Linked DNA regions of Astyanax mexicanus: region 2 is linked to region 1. Evidence: chromatin contacts called from public Hi-C data. All regions are on one chromosome and are shown on one strand. Each heading gives the region's core, a stretch centred on a gene start, on an enhancer-like site or on the middle of the called end of the contact. The rest is flanking DNA. Distances are from core to core; before and after follow the strand shown.

Region 1 (3,750 bases), core at 42-2,541:
GTGAAAAAATTATGTAGTAAACTAAAAAAAAGAAAAAACATGCATTTACTAAAAAAACATGGAAACACCAATACAAAAAGTGCACTACATCATGCAACATTTGAGCCATAAAAGGATTTTAAAAGGATTTAAAACTTAATATCTAAGCAGAATAAGCCTCCTGCTTAACTAAAAATCTCATTTTACCCATATTCTCATTAAATCAGAAACATTATATATTACCATAAACAACTATGCGATATATGCATGAGATTCGCCTGTTTATCCTCACTTTTTAAATAATATAGGACATTTTTTTAAATATGGAACACATATCTCATCCCTGGCCCTTATATTAAATTTAAAAACTGCATATTTGTAACAGATCAGCTCTTTAATCAGATTAAAAACACAAAATCACAAAAACACAACTCTAGCTCTAAAACAGAGCTTAGCTGCTTTACTATTCTAACTAAAAATACATAATTTTAGCAGCAGAACAGACAGACAGACTCCCAGCAGCCTCTGCTCTTTTATTATCAGTCTGTTTTTATATATAAACACACAGGCGCTCCTGTGGCCTAATAGAAAACAGCAGCTCTGTTTTTATCATTCTGCACTAAAAACTGGAAATAAAGCCTAAAATCAGTATTAAAATAAAAATGCATGCAAAATTTGAGCCATAAAATGATTTAATACTCTGTATCTTATACGAATTAGGCCGCTGATCCTCCTGTTTAATTATCTCGGGATAAAACGCGGCGCTGTTTACGGTAAGAATCACTCCTAGCAGACTAAAATCAATACTAGGCTAACATCAGTTTTTGGTGGTGTAAAAAAGCGCGCTCACCTCCTAATCGGTTTCGGTTGAGCTTTAATTTCAGTGAAGACATAAAGATCGCTAAATGATTATTTTATCGCGGTGATTAATGTTTTTTAGGAGGTTGAATCCACGCGACAAAAGCCGAGGGTGAAGTTGGCTTCTTGTCCGCCAGCTTCTTAATCGAACTCTCCAGTCCACCTTAAATTCTGCAGCTTTTCCATTCTAACCGCTGCGGGTACATTAGAACTGCTGCGCGCGTTCTGAACGGAACTGCTGGGATTTTTAAGGTGGAACGGGGAGTTCGGTTAAAGAAGCTGGCGAATAAAGAAGCCGACTCCGGCGTCGTCACGGGAAGTAAGGGGGGTGATTTTTAAAAGCGTTTTTTTAGGAGTTGTAGTTTCCTACGGGTTCACCCGAACCAGGGAGCCTTTGCAAAACCGCTACTCTAAAAACTACACCTCCCACAATGCACCCCGCGCCGTGAGGGCGGCTAGCGCGTCTCCTCAGTGAAGATGGCCGCTCCCTTAACGCTTGTTCTGGTTCTGGCGGTGACGGTTCGGGCGGTTTTATTCCGCTCCAGCCTGGCGGAGCTGATCTCGGAGCGGGTGGAGGTCGTGTCGCCGCTCAGCGCGTGGAAGAGAGGTGGGCTGCGGGGCGCTGCGGGGCTCGGGGCCGCAGCGGTGCGGGGATATTGTGGATGTAGCTAATGTTGCTAATGCAGCTCTAATGGATCAGGAGTAGAGGTGGAGAACCCAGGTCCAGAAAGTAAAACTCCATCCCAGGGTTTTATACCAACTGCCTGAGCGGCTCCCGCAGCAGAGGCGACCTGGCAGTGGGTACAAAACCCGGGGCTGGATTTTTACTTTCTGGACCTGGGTTCCCCACCTCCTGTCAGGAGCGAGGCTAAGCTAACTAGCTGCTATCAGTTAACTACTAGTGTTATTACAATTAATAAACAATGTTTTATCATTCAGTGATAGGAATAGTGCATATTTAAACACATATAAAATGACAACAGTTTATATATATAGCTATAGCTTTAAATTAGCTAATCTAATGTTATACATACATAAAGCTCTGTAAAAAATGAAGAGAGCACTTCCGTTTCTGAATCAGTTTCTCTGATTTTGCTATTTATAGGTTTATGTTTGAGTAAAATGAACATTGTTGTTTTATTCAATAAACTACAGACAACATTTCTCCCAAATTACAAATAAAAATATTCTCATTTAGAGCATTTATTTACAGAAAATGAGAAATGACTGAAATAACAAAAAAGATGCAGAGCTTTCAGACCTCAAATAATGCAAAGAAAACAAGTTCATATTTGGTGGAATAATCCTGATGGTTTTTAATCACAGTTTTTTTCATGCACCTTGGCATCATGTTCTCCTCCACCAGTCTTACACACTGCTTTTGGATAACTTTATGCTGCTTTACTCCTGGTGCATCTTCCTCTTGATTATATTCTAGAGGTTTTCAATTTGGTAACATCAAAGAAACTCATCGTTTTAAAGTGCTCTCTTATTTTTATTTTATATATATACAATCACAGCATCACATTATTTTGATCATTTTCTATTTTAGTTTATTCTTCTTATCATGTCACAGCATTTTATTATACTCTTATCTAATATAAACCCTTACACACAACTGGAATTATACCCTGTGCTGGTCAGGAGCAAATCTAGTCAATCAGTTTGATCTAAACAGTAAAAGAATATGAATACTGAGTTCTGCAGATCTCCAGTATTAAAACAGTGTGTGTGTGTGTGTGTGTGTGTGTTCCTCAGTGGTGGAAGGCCTGGCGCTGCTGGACCTCGGAGTCTCGCCGTACTCAGGAGACGTGTTTCATGAAGTGAGTTCTGTAGTTTCAGAGACGTGTGATCTGATTTATTAAATCACTGCTTACTGCAGATATTAGAGATTAGTGTGTGTCTGTGTTTCTCCCTTGTTTTAGACGCCCCTCATCATATACCTCTTTCATTTTGTTGTGGACTATGCAGAGATTGTGTTTATGGTGAGTATTTGAAGTCTTATATTGATTACGTCTCATTCTCTTTATATCCCTGTCTGTGTTTATAGTAAATATGTATAATTTTCAATTTATTGTAAATCTTCTGCAAGAAAGTGAAATAAATCCCATCCCTGTCACACTCTTCTCTTTTCCTCTATCCTCCATATTATACTAGCTGTGCTTGTGTGTATAGGTATGAATACAATGGGCTCAATTTTAGTCATCCATAGTCCAACCGTGTACCATGCAGCTTGATGTAGGGCGTGGTGTCAGTGTGTCTTTGCTATCGTAACAACGGGAAAAGTACACCTTGCTCAAGTTGAAACACACAAAAGGCTGTACTAATTCTCTTAATTAATCATGGGTGTGAGTTTATTATAATTTTGGGCGTAACGTGAAATAATAAACCAATCAGAGCGTCTCTTCTTCATCATTCTCTTTAAGAGTAGATCAGGTGAGCTCTGTCTTTGGTGGATTGCTATTGTAACGGTGCAGCTACCTGGACGTGTTCAACAAACTCTTCTCAGCAGAGTAAAACTGAGCTGCTGGTTGACGCTGTGAAGGAGCTCCAGCAGCTCATTTACGGGAACAGCAATGTTATTTTATTTACTATTCTGTTTATTGTTGATGTAAAAGTTGGGTTTGTGCTGCTGTGTGAAAATTTGGTAAAATTAGAAGAAGAAAACAGAATTAAAGTTGATGTTTTCCTGATTGGGAGTCCCTGATGTAAAGCGAGTTTCAGCGCGACCTTGCGTGTGTGTTTCTATGTTGTGTGTGTATGTAACACACTCGCGTTCCCATGAGAGAGAGTCCTGCTGTAGCGCGAGAGCAGTGTTGGCTGTAACAGACAGATGATGAAGAGGAAGAGAGAGTATCTGAATCAGGCGTGATCTGGTCTGAGTCACAGCTCTGTGTTAATCCTCTCTCTCTG
Region 2 (3,846 bases), core at 666-3,165, 140 kb after region 1:
TGTTAATTAGAGTGTATTACGGTTATATATGAGGTAATATTGAGATATTTGAGCATATTGTGATCCGGTGCAGAACTCCAGACTATGATGGAAATATTAATTTTAGTAAGTGATGGTAAAAGCTTTGGATTTTTACTGAACTGGGTTTTATAAACTGGGTAATCACAGTCATGATTTAAACATGGTTTATCATTTATCAGTAACATTTAATCTTTAACATGATGAAAAACAATAATAATCCCTCGCAGTTTTGTACAGAACATGGGGATCAGGAGAGTTACTCACAGGCACACGGCATGTGAGGAAACACAACATCAATGTTGATCTTCAGCTTGTCTCCTCTCGAAGTGTCCACAAACAGTTCAGGGTGGACCTGAAACCAGAGACAATAAATGTCCTAATTTTTAATGAATTGTCATTAAAACAGAATGACACAATGAAGGTTCTGCAGGCCTCGAGCACAGCAGGAGAACATCAGCCTGTATAAACAAATCAGCAACACTGATTAATTAGTTCTATTACAGGAAAACAATGTATAACATTTCTACTCGAACTGTTATGTTTTATCAGATTGTTTTTATATTAAACTGTATGTATGTTTTAATTGTGCTACAAAATGATTATCAGTAGTTGCAGAATCTGGTACTAAAACTGCTATTACTGTAATTAGTAGTAGAAGTAGTGATAACAAAAGTAATTGTAATGTAAAATTGATATAGTACTAATATTAGCATAATTATTATTATTAAGAGTAGTATTAGTGGTATTGGTAGTAGTACTAGAACTGATAAATGTTTTTACTATGATTACGGATAAGAAGGAGTGGGGTCGGGGGGTTAAGTGTGGTGAGAGTATAGGGGAGGAAAGGGGCTCTGTGTATAAATCTAGTTGTTCAGTGCAGCATTTATCATCTTCCTGTATTGTGTTTCTTAAAATTAATATTAATAATAAGATTAGTATTTAAATTACAGTGATTATTTATTTTATGTTAATTTAAAGCACACTCACCTCCTTGGTAAGATAATACTGTAACTCTGAGAAAAACAGGATCAGCATGATCAGTCCGCTGATGATCGTAACTGAAAACAGGGAAAAAGTTAGTCTTCAGGGTTTAATACGAATTCTCTTAGTTTAGCACAGCAGAATACTATTCTGTTCTATTATTAACTTCATTATTAAATTGATCGCTGGACAGCAGCACCTGAGCTCAGTTTAACCCCCTATAGCATGATCTTTGTATTTGTTTAGAAAATATATATTTTAGCCTACTATTTAGATCCAGTTTTTACATGAATAAAATAAGAACCACTGATTTATCATGCTCGCTTCGTTTTGTAGCTGCATAATGTTTAGTAGAGGCAACAATTCATAACAGTGTTTTAATAAGTGAAAGTAAACAAAATAGCCACATACAAAATAACGAAACAGTACAATAATAACAAAATAATGAAGGTACATATAATAATCTTATAATTACATATATATTAAACATAAGAAAACAGCCACACAGGGTTAAAATGCTGTTTCACTTTAAAGCTTCATTTAAATCTTCAGTAAAATGCAGTGTTGAGTTCAGTGTTTGTAGGAACTGTGAGTTCCACCTTAAATGTCGCGGCTGTTCTATTCCAGCGCATCAGGCGACACTGCTGTAGCAGCGGGGAGATTTAAGGTGGACAGGATAGTTCCTACAGCAGGGTGAGTGTAGCGCGGTGACCCGCCGCTTCCCGCCGGGGTTCGGTTCGGTCTGGGCGGGGCAGGAACTCACCGGTCGCTCCGCCGCAGGTTTTGATCCTGAAGTCCTCCAGAGTTTTGGGATAAGCGTCAAACTGCTTCAGTTTATTCAGCGCCTCCATCTTTCCCTCTGCGATCCGGTTCACTTCCGCTCCGCACCGGATACACCGCACTCTCTCTGCCAATCAGATCACACCGCGTCGGTTACTATAGATCTACACAACACGGGATTTACTGTCTGAGGATCTGCTGTAGATCAGTTATTGTGGATCAGTTACTGTAGATCTGTAGATCAGTTACTGTAGATCTGTTACTGTAGATCAGTTACTGTAGATCAGTTACTGTAGAGCTGTAGATCAGTTACTGTAGATCTGTAGAGCATTTACTGTAGATCAGTTACTGTAGATCTGTAGATTAGTTACTGTAGATCTGTAGATCAGTTACTGTAGATCAGTTACTGTAGATCAGTTACTGTAGATCTGTAGAGCATTTACTGTAGATCAGTTACTGTAGATCTGTAGATCAGTTACTGTAGATCTGTTACTGTAGATATGTAGATCAGTTACTGTAGATCAGTTACTGTAGATCAGTTACTGTAGATCAGTTACTGTAGATCTGTAGATCAGTTACTGTAGATCTGTTACTGTAGATATGTAGATCAGTTACTGTAGATCAGTTACTGTAGATTAGTTACTGTAGATATGTAGATCAGTTACTGTAGATCTGTTACTGTAGATCAGTTACTGTAGATCTGTAGATCAGTTACTGTAGATCAGTTACTGTAGATCTGTAGAGCATTTACTGTAGATCCGTTACTGTAAATCTGTAGATCAGTTACTGTAGATCAGTTACTGTAGATCTGTAGATCAGTTACTGTAGATCAGTTACTGTAGATCAGTTACTGTAGATCTGTAGATCAGTTACTGTAGATCAGTTACTGTAGATCAGTTACTGTAAATCTGTAGATCAGTTACTGTAGATCAGTTACTGTAGATCAGTTACTGTAGATCTGTAGATCAGTTACTGTAAATCTGTAGATCAGTTACTGTAGATCAGTTACTGTAGATCTGTAGATCAGTTACTGTAGATCTGTAGATCAATTACTGTTTAAGGTTATGGCAGATTGTGTATGTTATGTAGCTGGATAAAACAGGTTGAATGATATTTACACTGTTAATAATTTTCTATATTTCAGGCTCAGTAATGCAGATCCTACGGTGGCCCTGAAGTGCAAAACAAATTAACATGTCAGAAAACAAAATTACAAAAACTAAAACACATTTACAAAACTTAAAACAAATTTACAAGACGCAAAACACTTTTACAAATACTGAAACACTTTTACAAACACTGAAACACTTTTACAAACACTGAAACACTTTTACAAACGCTAAAACACTTTTACAAACGCTGAAACACTTTTACAAACGCTGAAACACTTTTACAAACGCTGAAACACTTTTACAAACGCTGAAACACTTTTACAAACGCTAAAACACTTTTACAAACGCTGAAACACTTTTACAAACGCTGAAACACTTTTACAAACGCTGAAACACTTTTACAAACTGCGATTTCTGACGGAAAGGGAGGGTCTAACACACAGGAAGTGCTTGATGCGGACCCTCCTTGTCAGTCAAGCTGCGTTACGATGAGAGAGTGGAGTTATGGACACTAAACTATGTTTTGTGGCACGTATTTTAGCAGCAGCAGTAAATACTTAAACTATCCCTGTCCTGTTGCTACCCCCGCCGCGGGGTTCACCTAATACCCCGGGGGTTCAGCTAATGCCACGCGGCCATCAGCCACTGCCCCCGCCGCGGGGTTCACCTAATACCCCGGGGGTTCAGCTAATGCCACGCGGCCATCAGCCACTGCCCCCGCCGCGGGGTTCACCTAATACCCCGGGGGTTCAGCTAATGCCACGCGGCCATCAGCCACTGCCCCCGCCGCGGGGTTCAGCTAATGCCCCACGGAGTTCAGCCACTGCCCCGCGGGGTTCAGCCACTCCTGTACTGTATTACCTGAACCCCGCGGGGCAGTGGCTGATGGCCGCCGGGCATTAGCTGAACCCCGCGGCGGGGGCAGTGGCTGATAACCGCGGGGCAGTGGCTG

The links. Hi-C and Micro-C count contacts between places; a contact is called where the count stands out from the background.
Region 2: a contact with region 1 is called in a Hi-C map of muscle, with 2.7 times the contacts expected there. The contact joins the promoter of ergic3 here to the promoter of pigu in region 1. A contact is called at or near these places in 2 of 3 Hi-C or Micro-C datasets (blood and muscle).

What each region holds. Positions count from the first base shown.
Region 1 is chr5:58,076,552-58,080,301 of AstMex3_surface, forward strand. pigu (phosphatidylinositol glycan anchor biosynthesis, class U) reads left to right here and starts at 1,292. Exons shown (of 12, transcript XM_022675289.2): 1 at 1,292-1,444; 2 at 2,596-2,660; 3 at 2,763-2,822. The coding sequence starts at 1,315. It overlaps si:dkey-6e2.2, which reads right to left and starts at 1,057. Exons shown (of 4, transcript XM_007258495.4): 1 at 830-1,057. The coding sequence starts at 872. The region is part of intron 1 of LOC125802290 (a long non-coding RNA gene); the gene reads left to right.
Region 2 is chr5:58,220,201-58,224,046 of AstMex3_surface, forward strand. ergic3 (ERGIC and golgi 3) reads right to left here and starts at 1,916. Exons shown (of 13, transcript XM_007258500.4): 1 at 1,766-1,916; 2 at 1,009-1,079; 3 at 286-373. The coding sequence starts at 1,853.